Linked DNA regions of Sus scrofa: all the other regions are linked to region 2. A link is a contact called in public Hi-C and targeted proximity ligation data. All regions are on one chromosome and are shown on one strand. The core of a region is the stretch at or near the end of the contact, and the rest is flanking DNA. Distances in the headings are between cores, read along the strand shown. Region 1 holds the start of UFC1 (ubiquitin-fold modifier-conjugating enzyme 1). Region 2 holds the start of USF1 (upstream transcription factor 1). Region 3 holds the start of B4GALT3 (beta-1,4-galactosyltransferase 3). Region 4 holds the start of USP21 (ubiquitin carboxyl-terminal hydrolase 21).

Region 1 (4,985 bases), core at 1,142-3,641, 84 kb before region 2:
AGGCCAGGGATTGAACCCACAACCTCATGGTTCCTAATCGGATTCGTTAATCACTGAGCCACAACAGGAACTCCACTTTCTCCTTTTTTTATATTATTTTCCATCATGGTCTATCCCAGGAGATTGGATATAGCTCCATGTGCTATACACCAGGGCCTTGTTCTCTATCAAAAAGTAGTTTTCTGGGAGTTTCCGTTGTGGCTCGGTGGGTTATGAACCGTACTAGTATTCATGAGGACGTGGGTCTGATCCCCGGCCTCGATCAGAGGGTTAAGGATCTGGCATTGCCGTGAGCTGTGGTGTAGGTCACAGATTCGCCTCAGATCTGGCGCGACTGTGGCTGTGGCTGGTAGCGCTGATTCAACTTCTAGGCTGGGAACTTCCATAAGCCAAAGGTGCAGCCCTAAAAAGGAGAGAAAAAAAAAGGTAGTATTCTATAAAAGTAATAAATGTACACACACACAATGGTAACCACGTGAGGTAACTGATGTGTTAGCTTATTGTAACAGTTATTTTGTGATACATATGTATATCAAAACACATTGTACACCTTAAGCTCACACAATGTTATATGTCAATTACATCTCAATAAAGCTGGAAAAAAATAACTTATGTACCCAGTAAAACAAATTCAAACAGTAAAGATGGATTTAAAATAAAAAGTATGTTTCATCCCTCCCAGGCCCACTCTTCAAGATTAATTTTTTAATGTTTGTGAAAATATGCCATTTGCATTCTTCTATACTTGCCTTTTTCCACTTAATTTTCTCCTGTTTTAGATTTGTATATTCCATTTAGACATCTCCATCTGGCTATCCCACAGGTAACTAAAACTCCCTTTCTTTGGAATTCCCTCTCATGCTATATCCTACTGCTAGCCTCTTTTTACAGTCAACACCTGGAAAAATGTGTTATACATTGTGCCTTTCCAATTACTCAGTTTACCTCAATCTTGTTTTTACCCCACCGCATCTCTGAAACAGCTTTCTCCAAAATTACTAAGTGACTTAGTTGTTGCAAAATCCAATGGACACATTTTAGTCCACATCTTACCTGATCTGTTATGTTTAACACTGACCAGTTTCCTTGATACTTTGCTCCTGGTTTCTTCTTTCTCTTCTATTTGTTCCTTCTCAGTCTTTTCGGCTCCTTTCCCTTATCTCATCTCTTAAATGCAGCTATTCTTCTTTCTAGGCCATCTTATCCACTTCCATGACTTCAACAACCTTCTATATTCACATGCTGGGGCGCACCCCCCACTCCCCACGTTCCTTTTGGGTTCCCACCCACATTATCTAGTGTTCCATTGTCCAATGGATTTCCCACAGGCACCTAAAACTCATGACCCCCCCCAAATTCTATTTCAAATGGCATCATTATTCTCCAGTTATTAAAATCAGAACCCTGGGAAATATCTTGGATTCCTCCCTCAGCTTCGCACCCATTTCCGATAAACTTTTTTCCCATCTACACGCCCCCTTGCTAGGACAGACCACTATAGTCTCTTAGTTGGATAAAATCTTTCCAATTATTCTTGCTCCAATTTCATCCCCTCTTATCCATTCTCCCCGTTGCAAGCAATGATCTTTCCCAAACGCAAATATATTTGTTCACACCTCTGCTAAGATTCTTCGAAATCTATCTATTTCCCATAGGATAAAATAAACTAATTGACAAGACCTCGAATAAAGTGGCCCCTCCCAACCTCACAGTCTATTACCTCTCTTTTGACCGTGTCAGGCTGCTGGCAGCTCCAGAAGGTACCTGGCACCCCACCCTCAATTCAACAGTCAGCACTGAGCTCAGGCAGCACTTCCTTCTGAGTGCTCAGAAGGCAAAGGCTCAAAAAGTGAAATCCGAGAAGGCATTTGAGCAGCGCTTTCGGTTCCGGACTCAAGTTTACGGAACGTCCGGGTTACCAGGAAGCTCAGAGCAAAGGTCAAATCCAGATCATGGGAACCTTCCCCCAAGTTCGCAGGGCAATCCGACCCCCGTAATATTCCGCCCTTTTGCGTCATGGCTGCCAGTCGCAGTCTTTCAGTTGGTCTTGAAGTCGACACCAGCCAGCTCTGGCCCCACCAACGTTCCCACACTCAAGAATGCAACCCTCTCTCACGCGTTACTACGGCCCCCGAAGCTGCCTCGAAGAAAAACTTGCGTTGCCAGGTTGCCCCAAAGCAAGATGGCTGCCAATCTCTATTCTCCGCTACCAAAGTGAAGCTGTCCACTCCCCGTTTAATGCCGCTGCCAGGCTGCCCTCACCTAGCATGGCTACTTCGGCTCATGCCTCGCTATGGTCTCGAAGCCGTCACTAACCGGCCAGGTTCCGGGAGGCGCTGTTCAGGATGCAGCCACCCCCGCCCGCCTCTCCCCTCCCCCACGCCCGCGGGCGGCGGCGGCGGCGGCTGGAGCCCGGATGCGGCGCCGTGAGACAGGCCCGGGAGAGCGGCGCGGATGGATCCAACATGGCGGCGCCGAGCCTGAGCCGAGAGTGAGGCGGCGGGGCGGCCGGGGTGGGGAGGGGGAGTCGAGCGGGACGGGGCGGGGCCGGGCGGGGCCGCAAAGGGCTTGGGGAAGGAAAGTGGAGGGGGAGGCGGTAGCGACGTCCAGCCTGAGAACCTCAGGAGAGGGAGGTGACGGGACGCTGCAAGGTGGGGGAGGGGAGCGGCCGAGGGGGGCGTGCGGGGGAGGTGGCAACTGTGGGAGAGGGCAGGGTCGAGGCGGAGGAGTTGGGCAGGGGAGGGGCGTAAACAAGGGCCGAGACTGGGCCAGGCTAGGGGTATTAGGGAGGCCAAGGTGGGGAGTAGGGCAGGGATCCCGCCGAGCTGAGGGGGTGGGAGTGGGAGGGAGAGGCTGAGGGTGTGAAGGGGAAGGGGGCTTGTGGCATGTGGTTGGAAAAAGGACTGGACTCTTGCGAGGGGCGTTGTGGAGAGCTAGGAAAAGGTGAGGATTGGATTTAAGACGTCTGGGGGGAGGTTCTGAAAGTGTTAAATTGGAGGTGGGAGGGGGAAGGGCCTAGGGGAGAATTTGGGTGGAAGAGGAGAGAACGGAGGTTAGGGCAGTGGAGAGTGTGTCGGTGTGACGAGGGAATGGAGAAAGTGAGAGACTAGGAAAGTTTAGGAGGAAGGGGACTAGGATGGGAGATGGGATAGTGGAGCTGCACGGGCGATAGAGGTTCAGGGTTTCCCTTTCCCTTGTGGAAAGAAGAGAGCAGAGTTAAGCAGCATCAGTTGAAGCCAATTCTAATTGCCAGGCCTTTGGCTTTTTACTAGAGTGGGAAGGGCAGAAGGGAATGGTCATGTGAGTTTGGAGATTTGGGGTTGGATGAGGGTTCAACTGGATTTGCTTTCCAAAAGCTCCCTAGCTTACTGCTCCCTTGTTTTTCCTGGTTACAAAAAGAAGGGAAAATGGGGAGGCTGGTACCATTTGAGCGTGGAAGGAGTAAAGGATTTTTCTAGTTTTAATAAGCAATGCCAGAATAGGGAAACAGCCACACTATGTTGGAGGTCTCTATGCTAAAGTAGAGGTTCTGCAAGTCTGAGAAGGGAACAGAAAACACAGGACTGCATTTAGACAGCCATGCTAATTAAATGAGTGCTATAGTTTACAGACCCTTCTTTTGCTGTTTAAGTTCTAGGAGGGAGGGTCGGTATCCATATATAAAAAATATTCCCTCAAGAAATGTAAATGTTTGAGTGGATGCCATCCCAGTGGATATTTTGTTTTCACTGTGTGCTAGGTAAAGGGAAGAGTGAAGTTAGAATTTGGAGGATAATTCCGGACTCATAAAGGAAGTGATGGAAACAAAGTGCCTCCTTTAGCTGTAATCACTTTCCTCCTTGTTCTTCCTAAAGATGAGAGTCAGTGTTAATAGGTGGGCCTCATAAGGAATTGAGGAGTCAGGCGATGTATCAGAGGATAATTTGTTTTCCCACAAGTTGTTGAAATTGGGACCTTTCTTGCTCCAAGCCACTGAGGTTGGAAATTCTCCAGAGTTGGTATTGTTTTGTGAATTGGGTAGTAGAAGGTTGGGGAAGCCTGGGGACTTTGTTGGGAGTGAGTTCTCTCATTAAGCTTGAAGTGGATCATTTCAATCAAATGGCTTTAGGCTTGTCTTTCAGTTTTTGCAACTGAGGTTTACTCTTTGGGCCTTTGAGTTTCAAAATAAAGCTTGAAAATTGACTCTTGCTCCCCCCCCCATTTGTTTTGTTTTGCTGCTGGCTTTGAACCTTGTGCTAGGAAGAGACCTGGGAAATTAAGTTTCTTGCAGAGGTAAGTCTGGAAGTTTTATTGTTTCAAAAATGGAAGGGAATGGAAATGGCATTTTGGGAATTGAGCCTAGAAATGGGGTCGATACCAGGGAAAATGGGTTTTCACCCACCCAGCCGAGTGCATGAGATCTGTTGCAGTCATTGTCCCTTTGGGTAACTGGAGATTTATAGTAAGGAAAGGAGAGCAGAAATTATGTGTTTTGGAGCAAGCCTCCAGCTTTGTTTTATTATTATCTAGTTGTCTTGGTCAGCTCTCAGAGAAACATTTTTAAACATATGGAACATTGTACTCTAGTACAATGTCTACTAAATGTTGCCCTTGGAGGGTTGCTAAGGCATCTGCCATGGGAAGGCTTTTCCTCTGGCTTATTTTTTTTTTTTTCTACTTGTTCTGGAATCTTCATTTTGAAAAAATACTGTATAATTATGACCTTTAGGTATGTGGTTACATTTTCTTGGTCCTACTAGCCAGAAAGCTTTTTATGTAGTCTTGGCCATCTTTAAGGTTTTCCATGTCCTTTACATTTCGGGTTTTAAGACATCACTCTTTTTTAGTTCTTCCACATGACTTTCCTGCTCTAAGGGCTCCTGAGAGAGTCACATACCTCTAGTTCTGTTGGGATGAAACTAGACTAGACTATTCTCCCTTTTTTTGGGCTGCATCCACAGCATGCAGAAGTTCCTGGGCCAGGGATCAAACCCGTGCCACAACAG
Region 2 (4,861 bases), core at 2,188-4,687:
GGAATCCCGAGGTTTGGACAGGGCCACCTGGTCCTGAGCCACAATACGGTGTTTACAGGTGGAGGAATTCTCTGTGGAACCACCCTTGGATGACCTGTCTCTGGATGAGGCGCAGTTTGTCCTGGCTCCCAGCTGCTGCTCCCTGGACTCTCCTGAACCCAGGCCTGAAGCAGAGGAAGAAAGTGGGGAAGAAGTCTTCCTGAGTGCCTATGATGACCTAAGTCCCCTTCTGGGGCCCAAACCCCTGACCTGGGAGGGTCCAGGCAGTCTAGAGGAAAAGGTAGCAGGGTGTGGAAGACAGGAGGCTCCAGGACAGGGTGACGGAGAGCAGGCATTCCAGGAAGATAGGGAGGGCAAGGAGGCTGAGCCTGGAAGCAGATGGGACATCAGGGAGGAGGCTGAGAGGAGACCAAAGACCGAGGTGGAGGGTGAAGAGGCCAGTGAGGAAGGAGTGGAGCCTGAGGGAAGCCAAAAGGTGATTGACAGTTTGAGGGAAGGAGGTGGAGAAGAGACAGAGGACACAGAGGCCAAGGAAGAAGAGTCCAAAGGTCAGGAGGAGGATGAGAGTAAGGAGGAAGTTAAAGGTGTGGAGGAAACAGGAGTAGAGCAGGGTAAGGACAAGGAGAAGGAAAGAAATACTGAGAGAGAGGACGAAGCTGAGGAAGGAGATGAAGCTCAAGTAGAAGCCAGAAGGGAGCCAGAGCATGGCGCCCAGGAAAAGCAAATTGCTGGGGAGAGCTGGGAGGTTGTACACAAAGAAGAGGCTGAAAGAGAAGATGAGGTCAAAGGACAGAGGGGGAATGAGGACCAAGAGACAAGAGAAGATCAAGGAGATGGTGAAGACAGCAGAATCCCAGAAGCAGCAGCTGAAGGAAGAGCAGGGGAGGTCAGTCAGGAACAGGAGACTGGAGATGGAGAAGCTGAGGGAGACCAGAGGGCTGCAAGTGACCATTTAGAAGAGGGCTCCCTCCCTGACGGGTCAGATATAGAGTCTTTGGAGGTTGACAGTGCCAGAGAGGGCAGTGCCCAGTCCACTGAGACAGACCAGGCAGCCCCACAGCCACCCCAGTCAGAGGAGATGGAGCCTGAGGGGCAGCCGAGTCCCCTTGGCGCGGCTGGTGGTGTGGGCATGCGCCTGGCTTCCACCCTGGTTCAGGTCCAACAGGTCCGCTCTGTGCCTGTGGTGCCTCCCAAACCACAGTTTGCCAGAATGCCCACTGCAATGTGTGGCAAGATCCACGTGGCACCAGCAAACCCATGCCCGAGGCCTGGCCGGCTTGATGGGACTCCTGGGGAAAGGGCCTGGGGTACCAGAGCTTCCCGCTCCTCTTGGAGGAATGGGGGCAGTCTTTCCTTTGATGCTGCTGTTGCCCTGGCCCGGGACCGCCAGAGGACTGAAGTTCAGAGCGTTCGGCGGACCCAGACCTGTACTGGGGCTGGGGACTACAGCCTCATCCCTAAAACCTCCCCCTATAGCACGATCCCTGCCCATTCTTCTAGGCCCCTTAGCTGCCTGGAGCTCCCAGCTGAAGGCACAGAAGGGTCTGGATCCCGGAGTCGGCTTAGTCTGCCCCCTAAAGAACCTCAGCTCCCTGACCCCCTTGCGCCTCCCCAGCGCCGATCATATGCATTTGAAACACAGGCTAACTCTGGGAAAGGGAAGGGACTGTGATTAGGACCAGACCACAGGGCAAAGAGGACAGTAGTTGTCTTGAAACTCCGTGGTTTCTGAAGCTGTCTCTTCTGCAGCCTGAGTAGCTGTAGTGCCCAACCCTATAGGTTTTGGCCCTCCAGTTTCTCTTTGACTGTGAGAGGCACTATCTCTGTTTACTTGAGCTTGTCTCAGACACAAAGCACTTATCCCTTAGGAGATTCCAGAAAGAGTCACCAAGATCCTGTTCCCAGAGAGTGGGGTCATTGGCCAAAGGGAACAAAGAGTAGGTAGAAAAACTTACAGGTTTCTCAAAGTGAAGAATGACGGGGGAACTCCAGCCAAGTTCCTGCCATCCTCTGAGGCAATGAACTTCTCTTCATGGAAGTCCAGGGTAAAGGCAGAGGTCAGGGCCATATCGGAGCTTATTATACACAAACACTTCTAGAGTTACCCATCCTTGTTCTACTTTGGGGCTGTTAAACGCCTCCTGCTCCTCAGCTTAGGAGGAACATGTCCAAGAAACTTTTTGAACCCTGTAGTATTTGTTGGAGGGACAGGCTCCCTTCCTAGCTCCCCTACTTTCTGCCTCCCTGCATCTCAAGACAGAGAGGTCTTGTACAGATCTCTCTGCCCTCTTCTTTTCCCTTCGGAATAACTTCCTATTTCAGGGAAGGGGAATGATGTCACTTACACCCTGGGACTACTTGTCTGGATAGGCTGGGGGCCACGAATCCCAAGGGGCAATGTCTCATAATAAAAGTTGTATTTTTACACGTAAATAGTGTGGAGTTTCATTACTCTTATTAAAGTCTTGAGTGACAGGTATCATATTTTCAAATATTTGACCATTCGTTGTCTTTTCTGCTTTTATTGTTTGGGTGCTCTTCCTCAGTTGTTGCCATAGAGACCTGCGGCTGGAAACTAGAGCTGGGTTCATGGTGGTCAGGAAATGCGGAAGAGAAACTTATATTTGCATAATGCTCATTATGTGCCAGTAAAGGCTAGGTATTCTATGTGCACATAGTCTATGCTCCTGATTTTTCTGAATCCACTTAATAATTCTAAAAGGTTGGTACAGGTAAATCCATTTCACAGATGAGGAAACTAAATTAAGTCAAAAGGTTTGCCAAAGGTTTCAGAGCCAAGAAGTGGCAGAGTTAGGTCTGAGACCCGAGTTTGTCTGGCTCCAGGCTCTGAACTCGTCTCATTACCGCCCCCGCAACTTGAGGGTAGGTCTTGACTGAAAAAGAATGGGAATCAAGATGCCTCTCCCAGAAACTGTGAGCCTCTCAAAAACTGGAAGCCCTGGAGGGTCTTTAGGTGCCTTCTAACCCTAATACAAATAAGTATATCCAGATCTATTTATACCAGCTATGTCCTAATGTCTAATAAGCAACCACAAACAGGTATACTGATCCAAGATGGCCTCCCAAAGAGCCCTTGTTAAAGATGGCGCCTCCATCCGATGTCCCTCGCTTGATCCAAGCTGGCCTCTCTCACGCCCTTCTCCTGGAGCTAAAAAGGCCCTGTCCAGCAGAAAAATAGTAGCACCAAGTTAGTCGTCTTTCTTCCGTCCTTGCTAGAGCGACTAGGACTTCAGTGTCATTCTCCAAGGATCCCCGGTCGTGGCTTCTTCCCCACCCCAGCAACACCTCCAACACGCTCGCATCCTTCAGCCCCCGGCAAGATGGAGCGAACGGAAGTGGGGCAGCACAGAGGCTGTGTAGGCTGGGCGGACGGGAGGAGACACTTCCGCCCCTCACCAACATGGCTGTGAGCCGGTAGTGCGCATGATCAGCTGTCCAAGGAGCTACCCGAGTCGAGAGAGGGAGAACTCGGTCCAGGGAAATAGGAGCCTGCGGCGGCCTTGGCTGGTGAGTGCAGGACCCGACGAGAGTCTGGAGACTGGGTGGGCAGGCGGGGGAGAGCAGCTTCGATTTTATTTCCGTTTTTTAGGTCCAGAAACTCCTGGGGCGGAAGCTTTTGTTTGGAGGGAGGGGGCCGTGCCTGATCTTTATCTCCTACCCCCTTTTGTGGGCCGAACTCACTCCCCGCCCCCGGGCGCGCTCTCCTTCGATGGCAGCCGCGGGCCGCGGGGCCAAGACCACGGGATCCGCTGAACCCCCGGCCTCAATTCCTGCCTCTGCGGAGCAGCGGGGTCTCGGGATGTGACGGGCCGGGCTGGACGGGTCACGGCGCGGGCTCCTGGGCTCGCGCCCGACCGGCGCTCAGCTCTTAAGCGCCTACTGCTTGATGGGCCTGCAGGGAGACGCCGCATTCTCAGGCAAGGTCTAGGCGCCAGCCTTCTTTGGGGACTTGATTATTTTCCCTTTGTGTCCAGACTTAGCCAGGGCTCTCCCCCCCCCCCCTTTGCCTGAGCGTGCACGCTACGACATCCTATCCCACTTTCCTGTCGCATACCCCTAACGCTCAGGAAATGCTTCTGGATGCCCTACTAAGATTTGAATAAGTATCTTGACCCCGTTGCTGGGCGTCCTCAGAGGCTGCCCCGGCTGACAGCTGTGGGCCATAGAGACGCCTCCTCTGCCCTGCCCTCTTGTTTCATTGCTTCCTTCTGCTGTCAGCGCAGCAAGCTTCAGAGGGGCACTTCCTCCGTACGTTCGAGGATGGAGAGGTAGGTGGTCCCGAAATACTGGTGCTACTTCCCCCTTAGGGACCGGATCTTAATTGCAGCGCTACTTGCTCCGGACAGTTTCATTTTCAGTTCCTTTTTTTTTCTTTTTTGTGAACACTTTGGATATGGGCTTTCCATGACTTAACCGCTGAAGATAAAGGTTTGGGAGACCCTTACAGGTAGAGAACTTAAAAAAATCTTACCCCTTTCCTGTCGGGATTACTTATTGCTTTGTACTATATTGCTATTTCTTTCTAGAGGCATCTGTCTTCTCAGCCCTTTGTTTTTCCTGCCGCCGCCACCCTCACTTACCCCCACTGGGTGTCAGGGTCTTTTTTTTTTTTTTTTTTTTTTTTCTTTTGGCCTAGCAGGGGGTGGGGGCGGGCATGTGGAAGTTCCCAGGACGGGAGTTGAACCCGCACCGCAGCAGCAGCCCAGGCCACTGCAGTGACAACTGCTGCTGGATCCTTACCGCTGTGCCGCAAGAGAACTTCAGTGTCAGGGTTGTAAGGCAGGCACCTCTTAGATGGATTCTTCCTCCATTATCTCTTCTTCCAAACCCTGAACCTGGA
Region 3 (5,230 bases), core at 290-2,789, 120 kb before region 2:
CCTGCATCCAGTCTTGACCATTCCAATGATGCTCTGTGTTTCCACCAGAGTAAACATCCTAAAGTTCTCATTCTAGCACTCTCTGTTTAGAGGGCTTTAATGCCAACCTCTTACCCTCAGGATAAAACCCAGTCTCTTTTAATATGGTTTATGGAGTCTTTCATTATCCAGCACCTATTTACCTCTTCAGTCTCGTGGCTCATCATTCCCCTCACTCCATTCTTTAGTCTTACCGATTCATTTTTTAATTTTCCCAGCTCCCTAATTTCTTTCTCATTTCCAGACTTTTGCACTATGGTTTCCTCTATCTAGAACACTATTCATCTGTCAAAAGAAAGTTTTCAGAAAAGGGTAAAATTATGGCTTTCCCCTGTTAAAGAAAAAATTATTCTGACACTTGTTAAAATGGTAAGGAGAACTTTATTCAGGACTCTTGCAATAGGTGCCAAGACTATCTCAATCAAAGAGAGACTGAATTCAACTCCAATACATTAAGGGCAAGTGGATATTTATAGCCAAGGAGCAGAATGAATCAGTGGATGGAAAAATACATCAAGGGTAGGGAGATTCTTACCAAACCCACTTAGAATTCTTGCTAAAGGCAGGTCAGGATGATCACAAAGTCAAGGGTGAGGAGATTTTTGCTAAACTGACTTAGTAAGATTCTTGCTACAAATGGCTATAGGCCTAAGGATGAGGTCTGTTGGAAAAGAGGGCTCAGAGGAGCCTAAGTTTGATCAGGGAGAGAGCTTTTCAATCCACATGTAAAAACGAACACCTGTTAAAGATTTTATTTAACTCATGAGGAAACTAGCAGATGTTATAACTGCTGCAAATGAACCTCTATCAGACAGGACAGAATTTGCATGTGTACCTACACAGTTACAAAACAGCTGCATGGAAACAAAATCTTACAAAGCAGAAGGATGTGCTATAAACCAGTCCTTCAGGTCTCCCATTAGCCATCACTTCTTCTGGGAAATCTTTCCCAAACCTCGACTTGTGAATGAGGTGCAACTTCTGGACTATCACATTTATCACACAATACTGATTACACTCCCCCCCCACACACAAGACCACGAGATTTTTGAGGCAGACACTGAGATATTCAAGTTGCCTCAGTGTGAACATCTCCTTCTCAGGAGCACAGTATGCTAAGGGAGTAGTAGAAACCACAAGATAAACATTATTGCTTATCAGTGGAGCGTGCATTTTAGTCTAATACATGGGGAAATATTTTTACATTAAAGCAGACGAGGCCCTTCCATTCACACTCGATATTTCCTTGTTTTATTAACCACTTCTATTTCAAGGCCTGCGGGACATCTTGGGGATACAAAAATGCGCCAGAGCAGAGCAGTCTGCAACATTGTACCCTGAGAGAGAAACAATTTTGACAGTAAGCGGCAGTACGTTGCGGAGGAAGACACACTGGGAAAGGCGTTCAGTCCAGCAAGGGGGAATAGGTCTTCGGATGTATCAGCCTGTCGGTCAGTCACGGCCCGAGGAAGGTCCTGGTTTGACCTGATGTTTTAACAAGTCTGAGGGGTAGAGAACAGAACTCCACTAGGAGTCGGTCGGGTGGGGATAAGTGCCCGCGTTCCTATGGGGTCGAGCCCTTGGCGAGCCTCATTCCGGCCGCGCTGTCCACAGACCCAGCGATCCGCCCGCCTGGGCGGCTCCACCCGAGGCCCCGCCCCGTGACGCGAGGTCCAGCCCCCGCAGCGCCCGCTTCCAAGATGGCTCCAGCGATTCTTGCCCGGCTGTCGGGGTGGCAGTGACGACGGGAAGCAGAAAGCCAGGTAGGTGGGCTGGGGGATGGTGGGGTGAGAGGCCCGAGAGAAAGCTTCGGGAGATTGGGAAGGTGAGAAGTTTTGGATAATGGCTGGAGACAATCTTGAGCAGGGAGGGAACCTGGGTGCAAGTGTGGACCGAGGCCGGTGGGCTCACATTGCAAGGTAGCGCAAACACAAGGGGAGGTTGGGGTGGGATGAGGGTGCCCCGAGAGAAGGCAACTGTAACCTTCCGTAGAGCACTGACCACGCCCCTCTCGGTGATCTAGCCCAGGTACCTCTGACAGGTTCTGCCCAGCCCTCCCTCTCCTTGTCTCATTTCACCCGTAATCCTGATCCCCACCCCCGCTAGGACCCGGTAAATGTAGGAGAAGGTAGAGGACGCCACCCCCATCCTACTCGCCGCCGCGCTCCGGGGTTGTTTGCTTGCAGCTCCCAGGTGGTCACGCTCCCTGCACCTGCGGAGCTAGCTCCCAGAAACGTGGAGAACGGAAAGGAGCGAGTTTCCTCCGCCTCCCTGGGTTCTCTTGAGACCATTCCACAGTCCTGTTATAACTGCCTCACCCCCTAGTGAAAGTAATGTCTCCAATAGCTGCCCTGTCCCCACTCCCCAAACTGGTTGGTCCTGTTGGGATGGGGGATGGTTAAGTAAGGAGTGAATCTGACACACCATAGGGTTACCGCTGGAGAGGCCGCGAACCTAGCATCCCCTGCTCCTCCCCTTTTCTCTCCAACTACCTTCTCTCGCTTCCCCAGCTGGGAAACCGGCTTCACCCAGATCCTGATCTCTGCCGCTCTGCGGGTGGCTGGCTATCCTTGACCACTTCTGTTCCAGCTGGTCCCAAGATCGCTGTTGGAGTGCTGGATGGAGCCTTTCTCTGTCCTCTGTGATATTTCCAATTTTATATAATGCCTCACATCTCTGCTCCCCCGGGACCCCCTGGAGCCCCAATGATCCCGAAGAAGACCGCTTGAACCTAGGTGAGTCTATCTCTCCCCTCTCTAAATTGGAAGGGAGGTTCTCCAGAGAGTCTTCTGAAATGGCTTTGGGACACGAATGAGGTAAGCATTCTTGGGGGTGGGGACTGAGAGTTGGTGGTAGGAGTGGCTTGAGGAAGGGGTGGAGGAAAGTGAAACTGGGGCTGGAAGTAACAGGTGGTAGGGCTGCTGGTGGTTACATACTATTTCTTTCCATACACTTGTGTGCTTCCTTCTGTGACTTTGTTTTTTGCCTCTTTTTCCTCTTTACCCCTGGCACCACCTTTATGCCTACCCGATGATTTCTCTGCTGGCTTGCTCTTTTCCTGCTTGCCCTGGAACTCTCCCCTCTCTCCAGACCTCAACCCAGGATGTTGCGGAGGCTGCTGGAGCGGCCCTGCACACTGGCCCTGCTTGTGGGCTCCCAGCTGGCCGTCATGATGTACCTGTCGCTGGGAGGCTTCCGAAGCCTGAGTGCCCTATTTGGCCGAGAGCAGGAGCCAACTTTTGACTATTCTCATCCCCATGATGTCTACAGTAACCTCAGTCACCTGCATGGGGCCCCTGTTGCCCCAGGGGGCCCTCCAGCACCTCAAGGTCTGCCCTACTGTCCAGAACGATCCCCTCTCTTAGGTGAGTGCAGAAGCAAGGCTGAAGCAAAGAGAGGACCAAGGTGTGGGGATGGGGAGGCTTGGACAGGCATAGGATGGCAGGAGTGGGTCCTGGAACAGGAGGATCATGTAATTGGAAGGTGGGATGAGGTGAGATAGAATGGACTCTGAATTTGGAGTTTCACCGGGGCTCTTGGGTTGAACCACAGCTTTCCATTGCTTGCCTGTTTATGGGCTCTTCCTGCCTCGGGCTAGGATTGTTTCTTTTGTAGACAACCCCTGCCTGTTTAGCTAGTTAGTTGGAAGTCCTGTTCTCTCCATCCCCAAACTGTAAGTTTCCAACTTTGTGAGGCAGAAGAGAGTTATAGACCCCTGAAATAAGAAGGTAAAGTAGGTAAGGAGTCTTCACCTTCCAGATATTACAAAGCTGTCCCAGTGATGGGGAGCTCAAGGCTTTGTGAAACAATGTGAGTGAGCCCTTGGGGGAGCTGAGCCCCAGAATCCAACTGCCAGGGACAGACAGTTCTCCTTGTTACTTTAATCCCTGACCTTGCCATTCCCTCCCAACAGTGGGTCCCGTGTCCGTGTCCTTTAGCCCAGTGCCGTCGCTGGCAGAGATTATGGAGAGGAATCCCCGGGTGGAACCAGGGGGCCGGTACCGCCCTGCAGGGTGTGAGGCCCGGTCCCGAACAGCCATAATTGTGCCCCACCGTGCCCGAGAGCAGCACCTGCGCCTGCTGCTGTACCACCTGCACCCGTTCCTGCAGCGTCAGCAGCTTGCTTATGGCATCTATGTCATCCACCAGGTACCCCCAATTCCCACACCACCCTACCTTTCTTATAGGGAAGCCTCAAGTAAATTCCATTCCATTCTCATATAATGAAATAATTTTAAAAGGTCAGCTTTCTTTTTTTTTTTTTTTTTTTTTCCACTTTTTAGGGCTACACCTGTGGCATATGGAAGTTCCCAGGCTAGGGGTTGAATTGCAGCTGCAGCTGCCGGCTTACACCACAACCACAGTAACACTGGATCTGAGTCGCGTCAGCAATCTACACCACAGCTCACGGCAATGCTGGATCCTTAACCCACTGAGCAAGGCCAGGGATTGAATCTGCATCCTCATGGGTCCTACTTGGGATCATTAAATACTGAGCCACGAAGGGAACTCCAAGAGAGTCAGGTTTTTGAATGTGGGAAAGGAGCTGGCACTCCTCTGCCAACATGTAGCTCCATACTTTTCCTTAAGGACTATAGGATTATAGGACTTTTCCTGTCCTATAATCTTCTGTGATCTTCCCTTTGTTGAATTTAGAATTGTCCAAATTTAGAGTTGGATAGCTTTGGGCTAAAATTCTAGTTCTGCCATATGTTCCACATGGAACCTAGAGCAAGATACCTAACCTCCTAAAATGAGGCAAAGAGTGATAACTAATATACCACCTGTTTCATGTTATTGGTTGCCAGGATTACATGCTAAATAGTAGCATGTGTCAGGCACATACTGATGCTCAAGAAAATGTTTGTTGAATGAAAAAAACAAAGAAGTTATCTTTCTTGCCATTCTCCTTGTCCCACATCCCACTTTGATTTCCCTTTTCCCCTTTTATGCATCTTCATGCTCCCTACAGACATAGTTTAGTCCTCCTCCATTATCTTCCAGGCTGGAAATGGAACATTTAATAGGGCAAAGCTGCTGAATGTTGGGGTGCGGGAGGCCCTGCGTGATGAAGAATGGGACTGCCTGTTCTTGCATGATGTGGACCTACTGCCAGAGAATGACCACAACCTGTATGTGTGCGACCCCCGAGGACCCCGACATGTTGCTGTTGCCATGAACAAGTTTGGAT
Region 4 (5,002 bases), core at 2,322-4,821, 100 kb before region 2:
TCTACGATAAGCATTTCCTTGGACTCTACATCCTCAATCCTGACTAGCTCACTTCTGCGAAGGATGAACGCTGTTAATAAACTATGGGCAAGAGAAAGGGGGCGCGACCTTACCTTAACTCAGGTTCTTCCAGCAGCGCCCCTCCTCGGCGGGGTGGGGAGGGAGCTGGACTACTGGCCAGGATTGGTGGAGCCCGGCGGCCTCGTCGGTTGATTTCTAGGTGTAGCCGCTCCATGAGGAGCTTCAGAAACTCTTGGGCATCCTGCTGGCTGCAGCCAGACAAAGAGCGTGGGCAACTGACCCCTGCCTAGTCCACAGTCACTAACCCGTGCCCAGACATCTGACCCCACTTCCTAGATAGAGCTCAAGGCTCAGAATGATGCTGCCAGGGCCCCTGCTTGGCCCTATCCCCAGACATGGGCAGAGAGAAATCCCATACCCTCCAGTTCTCCCACCTGTATCCAGAGAAGGAGGGAACGTATTTCTGGAAGACAGCTCGGAATCGAGTAGGATTCACAGCTTCACAGGAGTCAGGGTGCCACAGGGCACCAATCACATCTGCAAAGGCTATTAGGGTGGGAGTGGGGAAGGGAAACAAAGGTTAACGACTGGAAGAGGGAAGCAAGAGGGTGGAAAACAACTCTAGGAAAGCAGGCACTGTGAAAAAGACAAAACTGCTGGCTTTCAGGGTTGGGGCCACCAACACTGGCAGATGGACCTACAATGGGTTGGGAAAAAGAGGATTTGAAAGGAGGAAGCAGGAGTTGTTGCCCCACCTTCAGTAAGCTCTTGGGCTCGGCCCCCTCCAGGAACCTCTTGCCGGAAGTCCCTTCGCAGACAGAAGTCCCGAAGAGGCCGAGTGCTGCTCAAACACTGTAGCACAGCATTCAGGAAGCACTGGGGAGCAGCAGAGACATTGCCATTATCTCTCCAAACCAGTGCCTAGGAAGCCCTGGGAGAACTTCAGTGCCCTCCTTCCCCATGCCTGTCCCCAGTACCAGTTCACATTCCCATTAGGAAGGACAGGAGAATGGCTCTCACCGTGTTCCCCAGATTTCGGAGGCCAACGTGACCAGAGCCCAGAAGCAACGTGTGATGAGCCTGGAAGGTCAGAGATCAGTCAGCAGGTTCCCATACATCCCACCTGGCACTTTAATCCTTTTGACAGCATGCTGTCCACTGCCTCCCCCACCCCATCCTTCACCCCCAAACGCTACACTCTTTCCCTCACTGGGTATTGGGGTCTCCCTACCTCACTGGCCATGAGTAGTAAGCCCATCACAGCTGAGTGTACCACGGACTCAGCCATGGCTGTCCCACCTGTTGCCCACTTACTCCTCTGCCCAGCTAGCCGGCGATGCAGCTCCTGGGGCAACTCCCCAAGCACTGGCATGGTTGCCCAGCTGCTCCCCACCCCCACCTTGCTACCCCCAAGGCCCCCTCCTGCACCCGTGGCCCCTTCCTGCACCCTCTCCTGAAGGCTCCAACTGCACTCAGCCTAGCTCACTCAGCTCGGGAAATGGGCAACCACATTAGCTCAGATGTTCTGAACCCGCCCCTCTTCAGCTCCAGAGATTAATTAGACTTAGGTAGCATCCTAGGAGAGAAGGTACAGAAAGGGGAAGTAAGGGCCTGGGGACCCAAAGAATTCCAAATGGTTGAGTTAATTCCTTGGGGAATGAAATGGCACACCCTGCTGGAGAGTCACAGACAACCCTGAAAAGGGTCTATGAGGCTCAAGGGCACTTAAGTAAGGGAGAGAGAGTCCAAACTGCTGTAACAAAGGGTTAAAAAAATGAACCTGGGGAAAAAGGGGGAAAGAAAAGCCACATGATGGCAAGAAAGCTGGAAGCATGAAGGAACATGAGCATGGAAGGCCATGTGTGCTGGCAAGTCCTCACCATCTTGTCATCGGAGTAGAATGGCTCAGAGGGCCGGGCAGATATCACGTGGAAGGAGCCATGGGAAGTAGGGGGCTCTGTCCGTATGCTGAGCAAGGTGGGTGGCCCAGGAAAGCCCCCAAGGCGGCGGAGAGAGGTGCTGCGTCTCAAAGTGGGTGGCTCAGGCCGGAGAGCCAGGCGGCTCAGTGCAGCCCCTAGCTCTCCGGTGCCACGGTGCCCTCCCAAGGCAATCCCCATTGGACGCAAGTCCCCACTGCTCACAGACTTGGAACGGGCTAGGTTGGTCCTGGATGGGAGAGGCAGAGCCACAGTTGGGGGTGGTGAGCCAGGCAAGGGAACTCCATGATCTGCCCGAAGTGGGCCTCTGGGACGAGGGCCTGAGGTTCGTCCCCGTCCCAGCTCCAGTTTCTTGAGACGTTCCTCAGGGGGACCTGGCCTGGGAGGCAGAGGTCTTAACATGGGATTCGGCCCAGGGGCTGGGTTTCGGCGCTCCTTGCTTCGGGCCCTGGGAGCAAATGGTAGCTTGGATCCCACTCGGGGCTGGACATTAAGAGGTGGCTCTCGGGTCCGTCCCAGGCGGTGCTCAGAAGCCTGGGGCATTGTGGACACCACAGGCTGGACCTGGGAGGAGAAGAGAGGGTCAGCATTTGAAAAGGGAGGAAGGAGGGAACCTAGCCTACTATACCAGCTTCTACATACATGGAGGTCAGGAACCATGTCCACCATATCAATCATTGTATCCCCAATACCTAGCATAGTGTTTGGCATAAAGTAAATACTTAACATGCACTGAGTAAATGAACGAATGAATGAATACAGCAAGCCAGGGCTTTGACTCTTTCCACATTCCTCACTCTCTTCCTGCAGAATATGAGAGAGCCAACAACAGATAGTTCCTATCTCTGCTGTCTTCATAATCTAAATACTCATGAGGGTCCCGCATTCCTAGCTAGTCAAGTGGGATGCGCCCTGGGTCACTTGGGACCTCTGGTCAAAGAGGGGTGTGGATGCAAGTATAAGAGCCCAAAGGACTGCATTCCATCCTCAGATTCCAGCCCCTCCAGGCTGCAAACGAAGCAGACTAAAAGAGTGACTTGTCAATCACTCCCTCCCCCACCTCTGAGCTCCAAAGTGGTATTGGGGCTCAGGGGTAGCGGCGAGGAGGGAGGACGAACAACTCCCTGACCTCTAATCTCTGCACCTCTCCCACCACAGCCAGCATCAACCGGGTCCGCCCCCCTCGAGGGCAGAAAGGCCGAGGCTGCTGATTGGCTACGGGGTCCAGCGGCGTATTCTCCAAGATCCACGGATGCTGGTCCCGCCAGCCCAGTTCTCCCAGGCCTGCAGGGCCCTCTGCTCTGCCTTTGTAGAGGGCGATCTCCCAGGTCTGGGAGCAGTCTTCCCTCGGCAACCCCCACGCCATAATGTCCCGGACCGTACCTGTCCCCGGGTAAGACGGCGGGGGAGGCCAGCCGGGGCCAGGCCCCAGCTCAGGGCCACCCCCTACTACCCGCGTGCAGCACCCCCGCGGGCCTGGCTGCAGCTTTAGCCGCAGCTGTTGCCCAGGTCTCTCCCGCCGCAGGGGCCGCCGCCATCTTTCTTGGTCCCGCCCGGGCACCGGCCGCCGGCTTCACTGTCTCTCAGAGCGCTTGCGCACCCACACTCAGAATCCACCCACCTCCTTCCTCGGCGCTTGCGTGAACCCGCCCCCTCGGCTCCGCCACCGACACCATGGAAACACAGCCAACTTTAGGACTCCTGGGTTCCCAGCTCAGCCCCAAATTGCATTTATTTATGTATTTATTTATGTATTTATTTATTTATTTTTGCTTTTTTAGGGCGGCACTGGGGCATATGGAGGTTCCCAGGCTAAGGGCTGAATCAGAGCTGTAGCTGCTGGCCTATGCCACAGCCACATCAGATCTCAGCCGTGTCTTCGACCTACACCTCAGCTCACAGCAACGCGGGATACTTAACCCACTGAGGGAAGGCAGGGATCAACTTGCATCCTCATGGATGCTAGTAAGATTTGTTTCTGCTGAGCCAGGAGGGAAGTCCCCAAGTTGTCTTTAAGCCATTGCTCCAAAGCAGCTCTCTAGAGTCCAGGAGTTCCCATCGTGGTGCATCAGAAACGAATCCGACTAGGAACCATGAGGTTGTGGGTTCGATCCCTGGCCTTGCTCAGTGGGTTAGGGATCTGGCGTTGCAGTGAGCTGTGATGTAGGTCGCAGACGCATCTCGGATCCTGAGTTGCTATGGCTGTGGTGTAGGCCGGAGGCTACAGCTCCGATTAGACCCCGAGCCTGGGAAGCTCCATATGCTGCCGGAGCGGCCCTAGGAAAGGCAAAAAGACAAAAAAAAAAAAAAAAAAAAAAAAAAAAAAAAGTACAGAATCCTATCCCCCATCATGTGGCCCTAATACAAGTCTATCGACTGACCAGTGGAGAAGTATCCACACAGGGATGAGAAGATCCCTGGAAGTCGGGGAATGCTGCCTTGGCAAACGCAGTCCTCAGCCATCCTGTAGGCTTCCTGCTAAAGGACAAGAGCAGATCTCAGCAGCAGGGAGAGCAGTCAGGATTTACTTTTATTCCCTAGCTTCAGACCAGAGCATCCTCCATTTTCCCTTCCCTCTGAAACAAGTATGGTTGTACATGTGCCTGCTGACCCTTAGCCTGCTGACCCTCTATTAACAGCCACCAGTTAGAGAACCACAAGCCACTGAAGGAAGCAGCTTTTATTGATGAATTACCACCCCAAACCAAAAATACTATGTACCCACTTTCAGTCACCACCTATCCCTCCAGGATCTTAAATTTTTCCACCTGGGAGAGGGATATTAGTTGCCCTTTGGTTTTTCAAGGCCCTAGTTTTTCCTCTTCCTGTGTAACCCAATTCAGAAATTCAGTAGCAATACTGTACTTTTTTTTCAGCAGTGTCTGCTGCAGCTTCTCAATAACAATTATAGGTGAAGGGGTATGGGGGGAAGCAGTTACATGAGTAAAAGAATGATGCACAGGAAAACAGGAATATAACCTATCAAAGGTCCCTCTGTACTGCCTCAGTGGCTCGGTACTTCATTGGTTGCATTTCTCTTTATG

Evidence for each region. Hi-C and Micro-C count contacts between places; a contact is called where the count stands out from the background.
Region 1: a contact with region 2 is called in a Hi-C map of liver, with 3 times the contacts expected there. A contact is called at or near these places in 1 of 5 promoter capture datasets (liver), 7 of 47 Hi-C or Micro-C datasets (embryonic fibroblasts, epiblast stem cells, heart right ventricle and 2 more) and 2 of 2 datasets of targeted methods (alveolar macrophages and skeletal muscle).
Region 3: a contact with region 2 is called in a targeted proximity ligation map of alveolar macrophages. A contact is called at or near these places in 2 of 47 Hi-C or Micro-C datasets (heart right ventricle and liver) and 1 of 2 datasets of targeted methods (alveolar macrophages).
Region 4: a targeted proximity ligation map of alveolar macrophages shows a contact between it and region 2. A contact is called at or near these places in 2 of 47 Hi-C or Micro-C datasets (embryonic fibroblasts and liver) and 1 of 2 datasets of targeted methods (alveolar macrophages).

The regions. Positions count from the first base shown.
Region 1 is chr4:89,308,940-89,313,924 of Sscrofa11.1, forward strand. UFC1 (ubiquitin-fold modifier-conjugating enzyme 1) reads right to left here and starts at 2,392. Exons shown (of 7, transcript XM_003125655.4): 1 at 2,263-2,392. It overlaps DEDD (death effector domain-containing protein), which reads left to right and starts at 2,369. Exons shown (of 6, transcript XM_003355092.4): 1 at 2,369-2,491; 2 at 4,240-4,272.
Region 2 is chr4:89,391,758-89,396,618 of Sscrofa11.1, forward strand. USF1 (upstream transcription factor 1) reads left to right here and starts at 3,438. Exons shown (of 11, transcript NM_001190245.1): 1 at 3,438-3,528. ARHGAP30 (rho GTPase-activating protein 30) reads left to right here. Exons shown (of 11, transcript XM_021089545.1): 11 at 59-2,433. The coding sequence ends at 1,672.
Region 3 is chr4:89,276,717-89,281,946 of Sscrofa11.1, forward strand. B4GALT3 (beta-1,4-galactosyltransferase 3) reads left to right here and starts at 1,540. Exons shown (of 8, transcript XM_001927348.4): 1 at 1,540-1,802; 2 at 2,550-2,774; 3 at 3,130-3,404; 4 at 3,953-4,188; 5 at 5,044-5,230. The coding sequence starts at 3,143. It overlaps PPOX (protoporphyrinogen oxidase), which reads right to left. Exons shown (of 13, transcript XR_002343378.1): 13 at 1,268-1,541.
Region 4 is chr4:89,291,661-89,296,662 of Sscrofa11.1, forward strand. USP21 (ubiquitin carboxyl-terminal hydrolase 21) reads right to left here and starts at 3,572. Exons shown (of 13, transcript XM_001927782.6): 1 at 3,342-3,572; 2 at 1,902-2,522; 3 at 1,042-1,101; 4 at 777-897; 5 at 456-567; 6 at 114-269. The coding sequence starts at 2,501. It overlaps UFC1 (ubiquitin-fold modifier-conjugating enzyme 1), which reads right to left. Exons shown (of 7, transcript XM_003125655.4): 7 at 4,624-5,002. The coding sequence ends at 4,979.